3 separate regions of the Anser cygnoides genome follow, and regions 2 and 3 are each linked to region 1. Evidence: chromatin contacts called from public Hi-C data. All regions are on one chromosome and are shown on one strand. Each heading gives the region's core, a stretch centred on a gene start, on an enhancer-like site or on the middle of the called end of the contact. The rest is flanking DNA. Distances are from core to core; before and after follow the strand shown. Region 1 holds the start of NDUFA13 (NADH:ubiquinone oxidoreductase subunit A13). Region 2 holds the start of CCDC124 (coiled-coil domain containing 124). Region 3 holds the start of MAP1S (microtubule associated protein 1S).

Region 1 (3,778 bases), core at 308-2,807:
GACCCCCGGGGGGCACAGAGGGCCCTCGGGGGGCACAGGGGACCCCCGGGGGGCCTAGGGGACCCCCCCCAGGTGGCGGGGGGGGGGGCGGGGGGGGGCTCAGACGTAGCACTGCAGCCCAAACTTCTCGGTCTCCATCTCGGCGGGGGAGCGCAGGTAGTACAGCTCGTCCAGCGTCGGCGGCACCCAGCGGTCGGTGTGGAACACGGATTCGCCGACCTGGGAATGGGAGAGAGCGCGGGAGGGGGGCGCGGGGGGGACACCGGGGGGGGTGGGGGGTGGCGAGGGGACACGGGGGTGGCGTGGGGACATGGGGGGACACCGGGGGGGACGGAGCATGGGGGCAGAGCCCGCACCCGAGCCCCACAAGCAGCCACCTTGGGGAAAATCGGTGTGTCCCCCCCCCCAAATTTATGTCACCGCTGTGCCCATCCCAAGGGGACCCCAGGACCCCCCCGCCCCGGGGCACAGCCCCAGCGCCGCGCCCCCCCCCCCCCAGTCCCCATCCCCCCCCATCCCCGTCCCCCCCGGTGCCGAACCTTCCAGCCGGGAACGTCCTTCATGATTTTGGCCTCCTCGTCCAGGTTCTGCCGCAGCATACGGAGGGTCCTGCAAGAGAGGCGACGGCCGTGCCCGGGGGGGGGCCACACCGGAGCCACCCCCCCCGGGACCCCCCCGGTGCTGCCCTACCTGCGGTCGGCCTCGGCCTGCAGCAGCGGCATCAGCGCGATCCGCGCCTCCATGTCCTCGATCAGCAGCCGCCTGCGGGGGGGGGGGGGGGGCACGGGATGGGGGTGGGCTCGGGGAACCGGGGGGGCACCGGGGGTGGTCGGGGGCGGGGGGGGAACCGGGGGGGAACGGGGGAACCGGGGGGGGGAGGCCCACGCAAGGAGGAAGGGAGCACGGGGAGGGAGCGGGGAAACACCGGGAGAGGACCGGGGGGAAACCGGGAAGAGAACCGGGAAGGGGGGGGAACCAAGTGGGGGGTAGAACCGGGGGGGGGCGGAACCGGGAACGAGGGGAGAACCAGGGGGGGCAGAACCGGGGGGGAACCGGGGAGGGGGACCAAGAGAACCGGGCAGGAATGGGGGAACCGGGGGTGGGAGCCCCAAGGTATGGAGAACGGGAGCGCAGGGAGGGAGCGGGGAAACCCCGGGCGGGGACCGAGGGGGGACTGGGAGGTACCGGGAGGAAACCGGGGGGGCACCGGGGGTCACCGCACGCCACCTGCGCTCCCGGTTCCACTTGACGATGGTGTAGTAGCCCAGCAGGAGGCTGCCGACGCCGATCGCGAAGAGGCTGTAACCTGCGGGGCGGCGGTCAGCGGGCACCGGGGGGGGCACCGGGGAGCACCGCTCCCCCGGTCCCGCCCGCGCTCACCTGAGAGGCCGCGGCGCGGGAGGTGCCGCTTGTAGTCCACGGGCCCGTAGCCGCCGGGCGGCGCCATGTCCTGCTTCACCTTCGGCGCCGCCATCCCGGCCGCCGCGCCCCGCGTCACTTCCGCCGCGCTGCCCGGAAGCCACCGGCGGCGGCGGCACCGGGAGGGCGGAGCCTCGCCCCGCCCCGCCCCACCCGCGCGCGCGCGTGGAGCCCTTAAAGGGGCGATGGCGCTGCAGGGAACGCGTGGGGCCCACAGGGCAGGGATGGATCCTGCGCCCGCCCCCAGCGCCCCGCGCGCCCCCAGCCTGGCGCCCAGCTGCAAGGTGCGCGGCCGCCGGGGGCACCACAAAGCGTGCACCCACGAGGAAGCTTGCACCGAAATTGTGCGCCAAAAATCATGCACCGAAAGCGTGCACCCACGAGGAAGCTTGCACCGAAATTGTGCACCGGCATTGCGCACCCACAAGCAGGCGTGCACCGAAAAGCGTTCACCCACCGGCAAGCGTGAGCCAGGGTGCGTGCATCTCCCTGAAAGCGTGCCCCCGCTGGCAAGCTGCACCAAAAAGCATTCAGCCACTGGTAAAAATACACCAGCAATGGGCAAGTGTGTGCACCAGCAGCAAGTGTGCACCACCAGCAAGCGTGCACCAGCAAGTGTGCACCAGCAAGCGTGCACCAGCAAGTGTGCACCCACTGACAAGCGTGCGCTAAAACATGTGCGCCTGCCAGCAAGCGCGCAGTGGCGGAGTGCACCAAGAAGCTCTGCATGCAGCCTGCATCCCCAGTGGGCAGCCCCAGCTGTGCTCCGACCCCCCCCCCCGGCACCCCCAGCCTGGGCCCCGACTGCTTCAGGGGGGCCAGATCCTGCCCTCGTGGCCCGGAGGCCCCCGGTGAACATCCGTGACCTTGGCTGTGCCAACGCCTCCGTGCCACTGTGGCGGCCGGGGCTGGTGCACGGTGTCCCAGGGCGCTGGGCTTTGCCGCTTTGTCCCCCCCCCCCCCCCCGGCTCTGCAGCCACCCCGCGTTCCAGATCGAGGTCACCCTTGTCTTAAGCTCTAATCGCTCCTGTAATCCCTCGGCGGCCGCGGGGACTTAATAACTTTGCAGCTGGCCTGGCCGAGGCCGCCGGGCAGGGGCCTCCGAGCTGCTGGGGAGGCCGCAGCGTCCCGGGGTCGAGGCAGCGTCGAGCAGAGCCCCCGGAGCCCCCGCAGCCCCTGCCCGCGGCTGGGGCAGAGCCGGGCGGCGTGGGCAGAGCCGCCCTCCCCGGCGGCGCTTGGCAGGGGTGCGCGGCGCCGGAGCCAAGCGATGCCCGCGGGCAGGGACTGGGAGTGCTGGGAAAAGTGGGGGAGGCGAAGGCTTGGCCGCGGTCACCAGGGCGTGCAAGGCGAGCTCGAGGCGAGCGTGCAAGAGGTGGCGGCCGTGCAGCAGGGGCGAGGGTGCGTGGGTGCGCCCCGGGTACAGGACAGCCTTGTGCTCCTTGTCCAGGGTCATCCCGGGGGATCTGCAGCCCCTGTGGCTACCAGGCTTTGAGCAGCAGCGACCGACACGCTCAGCTTCCCCAGTGCTCGGCCGTTTCCTTGCAGTTGATGTTGAAGACTCGAGACGAGAGCGCCTGGGCAACGTCCCTGCAGAGGCGACTCCACGCCACCCCCGGACCGATGGCACCGTGACGGCCCCAGGAGCCGCCTGTTCTGGCCTCCAGCACCACCAGCACGCCTGCCTGCAGCCCAAAAGCAGAGGGGAGCTCCCTATGCTCAGGGGATAAAAGAGCGTGCATCCTGTACAGGCGTTACATCCCCATCCGAGCACCCCATGCATGTCTTTCTGCTGCAATGAGCCGCGTCTCCGAGCCCAGCTGCAAGGGAGCAGCACCAGGCTCCAGCTTTCCAAGCCCCCATCCCATCCCATCCCATCCCATCCCATCCCATCCCATCCCATCCCATCCCAATGCACACGAAACCCCAGTGCATTTTGAGCAGCATTCCCGGCCCCCCAGCGCCCACCCCCCTGCAGTCCCACAACCATCCCGTTGAGGATGCTCCGGGAGCAGCCGGGCTGATAGATGGGGGCAGCCTTCGGGGCGGCAGAACGAGGACTGCGAGAGGCGACAGCACCCAGGGGCCTCACTCCTGTGGCACGCAGGCTGGGAGCCGTGCTGGGAGCCGTGTTTGGGGTTGGGTACCCTAAAAGCACGGCCGGGGCCGCTGCTCCTCGCTGCCTTTGCTCCATCCAGCTGCGCTGAAGCACGGATCAAACACAGCTCGCAGCAGCCCGCGTGTTTCTGTCGCAGACCTGAAATTAGGCAAGCAGGAGGTTCGCAGCTCGCTCCAAATCGAGCGCCAGACCTCAAGGAGCTGGGATTTTTTCTGCCAGATGACAGCCACCAGGCAGAGCACC
Region 2 (3,364 bases), core at 122-2,621, 140 kb before region 1:
CACGAAGCAGACGTCCTCGGTGTCCCCGGCGGGGGCCACCACCCCCCCGGGCGAGCACCCCGCCAAGGTGACCCCCCCCCCCCCCCCCCAAAATCCCCCTCCCCAACCCCCCCCCTTGCCCCCCCCAGCCTCCTCAAGCCCCCTCCTCTTCCTGCAGGTCCTCAGGGGTCCCCAGGGTGCCGAGGCCCCCCCGGTGCTGCTGGTGCAGGCAGCCCGGGGGGGCTGCAGGGCCCGGGCCCCCCTGAGCTCTGCGGTGCCACCGAGCAGCTGCTGCAGGAGACCCACGTGTAGGGACAGGGGGGCACCGGGGGGGGGGGGGGGGAGAACGGGCACCCAGGGGTGTGCCCCCCCCCCCCCGGGCTGCTGTCCCCTGTGTCCCCCCCAGGACGGTGTCCCCTGTGCCCCCCACCCGCAGCTCTGGGGGGGGGGACAGGGGACAATAAATGCTGTGGTGGCTCCCGGGGGTCGAGCCTGTCCTTGGGGGGGGGGGGTTCTGGGGGGGCTGGGGAGGGTTCGAGGGGGTCGGGGGGGAATAAGGGGTTCGGGGGGGGCCCCGAGGGGAAGGTCCAGGGGGGCCGGGGGGGGTCAGGGGAGGTTCAGGGGGTCGGGGGGGGTCTGGAGGGGGTTGGGGGTGTGATGAAGGGGTCAGAGGGGGCCTGGGGGGGGGGGGGTCCATTGGGGTCGGGGGGGTCTGGAGGGGGTCGGGGGGGAATCGGGGGCTGGGGAGGGTCCGGGGGGGGTCAGGGGTGGGGTCGGAGGGGGGTCAGGGGGGGATGAGGGGGTCGGGGGGACCCGGAGGAGGGTCGGGAGGGGGTGTTATGGGGCCTGGGGGGGGTCAGGGGCGGGATGAGGGGGTCGGGGAGGCTCGGGGGGGGCCCGGGGGGGAAGTGGGGGGGATTAGGGGGGATGAGGGGAGGGCGGGGGCCGGGGGGGTCGGTCCTGGGGGGGCGGGGGGAGATCGGGAGGCTTGGGGGGGGGGGGGGGGGGGGGAGAACGGGGAGGGGGCGTGGTTCCGCTAAGCCCCGCCCCCTCCCTGCCCCGCCCACCCGGCCAACAATGGGCCGCGCCCCGCCAAGCCCCGCCCACTCCTCCCGACCCCGCCCCCAGCCTCCAGCCGGGCCCCGCCCACCCCGCCAAGCCCCCGCCCACCCGCCCACGTGACGTTGGCCCCGCCCTGCCCCGCCGCCATCTTGAGGGGGGCGCCGCTGCGCCGCCATCTTTGTGCCGGGCACGGAAGAAGTGGCGGCGGCTGCTGCAACCGGGCGGGCTCTCCGCGGTTCCTCAGCCGCCCCGGAGCGCCGCTGTGCGTGGGGGCTGCCCCCCTCTCCGCTCTCCCCCCGCTTCTCTCTCTCCCCCCTCAACCCCCGGGGCCGTGTGAGAGACGCTCAGTGCCCTCAACAAAGATGGCGGCTGCGGCGTCGCGGGGGCCCTGAGGAGCCTTCCGGCGCCGCTCCCCCCTCCCTGAGGCAGCCGCCGCGCGCGGCGGTGACGTCATCGGAGCGCGACGGGCGGGGCGGCGGGGCCCGGTAGGAGCGGGGCCGGGGGGGGGCCGGGACCGGGCCTGTGGGGGGGCGCTGGGGGCTGAGGGGGGCAGGGGCAGGCGCAGGCCCGGGCCGGGTTCGGGTGCCCCTGGCCGGTAACCGTGACGGAACGGCCCCGGGTTGTGCCGGGGGGTGGGGGTTAGGGGACATTAGGGGCCGTTTCTCCTCAGAAGGGGCCTCCGGGCCTCGGGACGGGCTGCCCGGGGGGGTGGGGGCGTCCCCGTCCCGTGGGGGTGCAAGGGGGGGCCGGGGCTGGGGCCTGCGGCCGGGGTTGGGGGGGTGGCTGGGCCTGGAGGGCGTCTCCAGCCCGAAGGATCCCTCCGTGCCTGCCCTGTGGGGCTCTGTGTGCCCTGACACCACCGGGAGTTAACGGAGCGCCCCCGCGGGGCCCTGCCTCTGCGTGGGGGGGGCCGTGCGAACCCTCGGGGGGCTCGCGTGCGGCTGAGGAGCCCAACATCGGCTTGAGGGGGGGGCTGCGGTGCTGTCTGAGCCCTCCGAGGGCTCGATACACCGCGTACGTGCAGAGCCTGGCGCGGCCCCGCTGTGCGGAGCCTGGCTTCGCTCGCGCTCGGCGCCCCAAGTCCGCAGCGGGCAGCGCCGGGGCCTGGCTCAGCGCCTGACCCCGGCCGGCTCTGTCGGGCTGCAGCAGCACGAGAGGTAGGCGGGAGGGAGCGGCTGCTGCTGAGGACGTGGTTGTCCTGGCGTGGGCTGCGGTCGTTCCTGCTTCCAGGCGTTCCGGTGAGCCCCAGGGCCCGGCCAGGGGTCTGAGGCTCGTTCATTGCTCGCCTCCCTTTCCCGCAGAGCACCTTGAGTGATGCCCAAGAAGTTCCAAGGTGAGAACACCAAGTCGGCCGCTGCCCGCGCGAGGAAGGCCGAGGCAAAGGCAGCAGCCGATGCCAAGCGGCAGCAGGAGCTGGAAGATGCCTACTGGAAGGATGAAGACAAACACGTGATGAGGAAGGAACAGAGGAAGGTGAGAGGCTGGCGGGGAGGTGGAAGGAGATTTCCTGGCTGCTTCCCGCAGAGCCCTCGAGACCCAGGTTTGCTCCGAGAGGCTCGTTTCTCCGTGCCGGAGCCGTTGCCGTCTGTGCAAACGTCGTCCTGTGCTCGGTGTTCGGGCAGCGCAGCTCCAAGGAGCGGCTCCTCTGGGAGCTAAAAGCAGCAGGGTGTGGGAGCAAGCGCGAGCTTCAGCGTGTAGTTGAGAAATCTGGCGTGCTGAAGAGCCGGCTTCCGGGGGGAGGGAGTAAAAGCGTTGCTGTTGGAATCGATTAGAATTGAGCTAGGTGAATGATCGGGAGCGCTGCTGTAGGGCTTGGTTTTTATTTGTTGGCAAAGCAGATCCTTAGCTTTTTATTTACTCCTTCGTCTTCCTTCCTTAACTTGTCGTTAATTCCTTTTGTAGAAGGAAAAAGAAATCAGCAGGGTTAAATCCAAAGCTTTTTTTCCCCCCAGCTTGTGCCGCACGTCGGGACATCTCTCAAAAAATTCTCTTTGGTCTGCTCCTAGCAGCTTGCTCTGCCCTGGGTGCGCGTTTGCCTCTGCTCAATAAGCAGAGGAGGTTGGATTTATCCATTTATGGATTTATCTGTAATCCATTTATGGGTTGTTTGGTTTTCGGTGTTATCCTGCCCCCGTGCTAGACAAATTTACTTCTGCCTTACCTGATTTTTCTGGAAATGCTCGCTGGGGACAGCTTGGCCGCTTCTTCTGAAGCAATTTGTTTGCTCTCCTGCTATCTGGGCAGGATCCTGCTGGTGATACACAGGGAAATTACGGGGTTACTGCTTCTGCGCTGCGAATTTGGCACTGGCTGAACTCCGTGT
Region 3 (3,510 bases), core at 210-2,709, 180 kb before region 1:
TCCCTGCCTCGTCGGGGGGGGCATGACCTCCTCTCCCCCCCAGCTCCCACCAGCGGGTGCTGCTGGGGGGCCCTGGGGTGCATTAAAGGCCTTGGATCCCGACTGCTGCCTGCTCTGTTGGGTGGGGGGGTCCTGCGGTGCCACCTCTGGGTGCTGGGGAAGTTATTTGGGAACGGGCTGGGGGCTGCGAGGGGGCTTCGCTGCCCGCCCGGCCCCATCCTGCTCAGTGATGCGCTGCACAGCGCCTCCCCTGCACCACGCACTGCGCAGCCTGCACTGGTCAGCAGCTGCTTGGTGCTGCAGCGCGCTGCACTGCACACCCCCTGCACAGCACAGCGGTGCTCAGCACATCCCTGCACTGCACTGCATAGCCACAGCACTGCACGGCGGTGCACAGCACATCCCTGCACTGCATCGCACGGCACTGCCCATCGCTATGCCCCCCAGCCCTACCCTGCACTGCACCCCAATGCTGCATTGCACCCTCCCGGCCCTGCGCCACAACGCTGCACTGCACCCACCCTGCACCACCCTGCACTACTGCACTGCACCCGCACTGTACCCCAACACTGCATTGCACCCTCACAGCCCTGCACCCCAACACTGCACTGCACTGCGTTGCACCCTCCTGGCTCTGCACCCCAGCACTGCATTGCACCCACCCGTCTCTACGCTGCCCTGCACCGCAGCACTGCACTGCACTGCACTGCACCCACCCTGCACTGCACCCTCCTGGTCTTGCACCCTGTCTTGCACTGCACTGCACCCACCCTGCACCCCAACGCTGCACTGCACTGCATTGCACCCTCCTGGCTCTGCAGCCCCGCACTGCATTGCACCCGCCTGGCCCTCTACACCGCCCTGCAGCCCTGCACTGCATTGCACTGCACTGCGCCCGCCCTGCACCCCAACACTGCATTGCACCCTCCCGGCCCTGCACCATCCTGTACCCCAATGCTGCGTTGCACTGCATTGCCCCCGCCCTGCACCCCAACACTGTGTTGCACGGCATTGCACCCTCACAGCCCTGCACCACCCTGCACCCCAATGCTGCGTTGCACGGCATCGCACCCTCCTGGCTCTGCACCCCAGCACTGCATTGCACTGCATTGTGCTGCGCTGCACCCACCCTGCACCCCCACCCTGCCCTGCACCCTCTTGGTCCTGCACCCCGTATTGCATTGCACTGCATTGCACCCCCCTTGCACCCCCACCCTGCCCTGCACCCTCTTGGTCCTGCACCCCGTATTGCATTGCATGCACTGCATGCACCGCACCCCACCCCACCCCGCCCACCCCTCCGCCGCGCGGGCCCCACCGCCCCGACCCCGCCCTGCCATCGCCCCTTTAACCCTCCCCCTCCTCTCCCCCGCCCCTCCCTCCGCGGTCCCCTCCGCGCTCCCCCATTGGCCCGCGGTGACGTCAGCGGGCGGGGCCCGGCCGAGCGCTGCCGCGGGGCGGGGCCGGCGGGAGGCGGCGGCGGCGGCGGCGGCTGCGGGGGGCGCCCAAGATGGCGGCGGCGGCGGCGGCGGCTCCGGGCCCCGCGGCGGGGCCGCGCCGCTTCTCGCTGCTGGCGATCGTGGGCGGCGGCTGCCACCGGCCCGGGCTGCTGGCGGCCGCCCTGCAGCAGCTGGAGCGAGGTGAGCCCGGGGGGAGCTCCCCGGTCCCGGCCCCGGCCCCGGGCCCCGCGTGGCTGAGCCCCGCCGCCGGGAGCGGGGCCGTCGGGGGGGTCCGCCCCCGCTCCCCCCCCCCCACACGCACACACCGGGGGCTGCTCCCGTGGGGCCTCCGCGGGTGGGGCCGTGGCCTGCGGGGGGGGGGGCTGCAATGGGAGCCGCGGGAGCTGCCCCGGGGATCTGCCCCCGGGGAGCCGGGATCTGCCCCGGGATCCACGGGAGCTGCCCCCTCTCCTGCCCCAGGGACCCGGGATCATCCCTGGGATGTGGCTCTGGATCCCCGGGATCTGCCCCCGTCTCCTGCCCCTGGATCCCCAGGATCTGCCCCCAGCATCCCCGGGATCTGCCCCCGTCTCCTGCCCCTGGATCCCCAGGATCTTCTCCGGGATCCCCAGGATCTGTCCTGTCTAATGCCCCAGGGACCCAGGATCTGTCCCCCCCCCAGATCCCCAGGATCTGCCCCATCTCCTGCTCTGGATCCCCAGGATCTGCCCTATCTGCTGCCCCAGGCCCCTGGGATCTGCCCCCCATAATCCTCAGGATCTGCTTCATCTCTTGCTCTGGATCCCCTGGATCTCCTTCCCCAGGATCCTTAGGATCTGCCCTTTGGATCCCCAGCATCTGCCACCCCAAATCCCCCTGGATTTGCCTCCCAGATCCCCAGGATCTGCTCCATCTCCTCCCGCAGGGATCTGCCCCCCCGGATCCCCAGGATTTGCCCCATCTGCTGCCCCAGCCCCCCGGGATCTGCCCCTGGATCTCTGGGATCTGTCCATGAGTCCCCAGGATCTGCCCTATCTGATGCCCCAGGGACCCGGGATCTGCCCCCCCGGATCCTCTGGATCCCCTGGATCTGCTCTTCCAAGATCCTTAGGATCTGCCCGTCAGATCCCCAGCATCTGTCCCCCCCAAATCCCCTGGATCTGCCCCCCCAGATCCCCTGGATCTGCCCCATCTCCTACACCAGGGAGCTGGGATCTGCCCCCCCCAGATCCCCGGGATCTGCCCCATCTCCTCCCCCAGGAATCTGCCCCCCCAGCCCCCCAGGATCTGCCCCATCTCCTGCCCCAGACCCCTGGGATCTGCACCAGCTCCCCAGCCCCCCAGGATCTGCCCCTGTTCCTGCCCCAGACGCGCGGTACCCCCACCCCTTACCCCTCCCCTCCTGCCCTGCCCCCCCTCTCTCCCCCCCCCTCCTGCCCCTCTAGGATCTGCCCCGGGCTCTGGGGGCTGTGGCTGCGCCCCTGCGCCCCCGTCCCCTCCCCTCGTCACCCCCTGGGGCCAGGACCCCCCGCCTCGTGTCCCCACGGGACCCGGCCCCACGCGAGGCCGTGGCCAAACCCCCGGCCACCCCCAGCACCGCTGGGGAACCCCCCGAAAACGGCCCCGGCTGCGCCCCAACGCTCGCCGGCGCCTTGTGCAACGCCGGTGGCCTTGCGCCATCGCCCACCGGGGGGGGGGAGCCGTTGGCGGGCGGCGGCGGTTGCGACCCCCCCAGGAAACCCCCCCCCCGGTACCGGGGGTGCTGGGGGCTGCTGGGGTTTGGGGCTGCTGCCTGGGTAGGGGGGCTTCCAACCCCTGCTATGGGAGCAGGGAGCAGCCAGAACCTCCGGCACCGCTAATTGCCTTAATTACCGCCTTTGAAGAGGTGCCGGGGAGGCGCTCCCGGAGCCCCAGGGGACGAGGTTTGGGCTGGCAGCGGCGGCGCGGCCGTGAGTCACCGCGCAAGGTGCACGCGCCGCCGGCACCGGCATCGCACCGGGGGACCCCAAACCGGGAACCCCGCGCCGGGGACCCCCCCACGCCGCCCCCGTCCCCCCGTGGCGTGCTCCCG

Evidence for each region. Hi-C and Micro-C count contacts between places; a contact is called where the count stands out from the background.
Region 2: a Hi-C map of liver shows a contact between it and region 1, with 4 times the contacts expected there. The contact joins the promoter of CCDC124 here to the promoter of NDUFA13 in region 1. A contact is called at or near these places in 2 of 7 Hi-C or Micro-C datasets (granulosa cells and liver).
Region 3: a Hi-C map of liver shows a contact between it and region 1, with 4 times the contacts expected there. The contact joins the promoter of MAP1S here to the promoter of NDUFA13 in region 1. A contact is called at or near these places in 3 of 7 Hi-C or Micro-C datasets (granulosa cells and liver).

What each region holds. Positions count from the first base shown.
Region 1 is chr27:1,373,044-1,376,821 of Taihu_goose_T2T_genome, forward strand. NDUFA13 (NADH:ubiquinone oxidoreductase subunit A13) reads right to left here and starts at 1,558. Exons shown (of 5, transcript XM_066984035.1): 1 at 1,381-1,558; 2 at 1,228-1,306; 3 at 691-762; 4 at 540-609; 5 at 1-219. The coding sequence starts at 1,474. The coding sequence ends at 100.
Region 2 is chr27:1,234,225-1,237,588 of Taihu_goose_T2T_genome, forward strand. CCDC124 (coiled-coil domain containing 124) reads left to right here and starts at 1,372. Exons shown (of 5, transcript XM_066983732.1): 1 at 1,372-1,526; 2 at 2,343-2,514. The coding sequence starts at 2,356. SLC5A5 (solute carrier family 5 member 5) reads left to right here. Exons shown (of 18, transcript XM_066983642.1): 16 at 1-67; 17 at 158-451; 18 at 1,471-1,530. The coding sequence ends at 1,530.
Region 3 is chr27:1,193,651-1,197,160 of Taihu_goose_T2T_genome, forward strand. It overlaps MAP1S (microtubule associated protein 1S), which reads left to right and starts at 1,460. Exons shown (of 7, transcript XM_066983785.1): 1 at 1,460-1,640. The coding sequence starts at 1,511. It overlaps LOC136787009 (cocaine- and amphetamine-regulated transcript protein-like), which reads left to right. Exons shown (of 7, transcript XM_066983791.1): 7 at 1-102.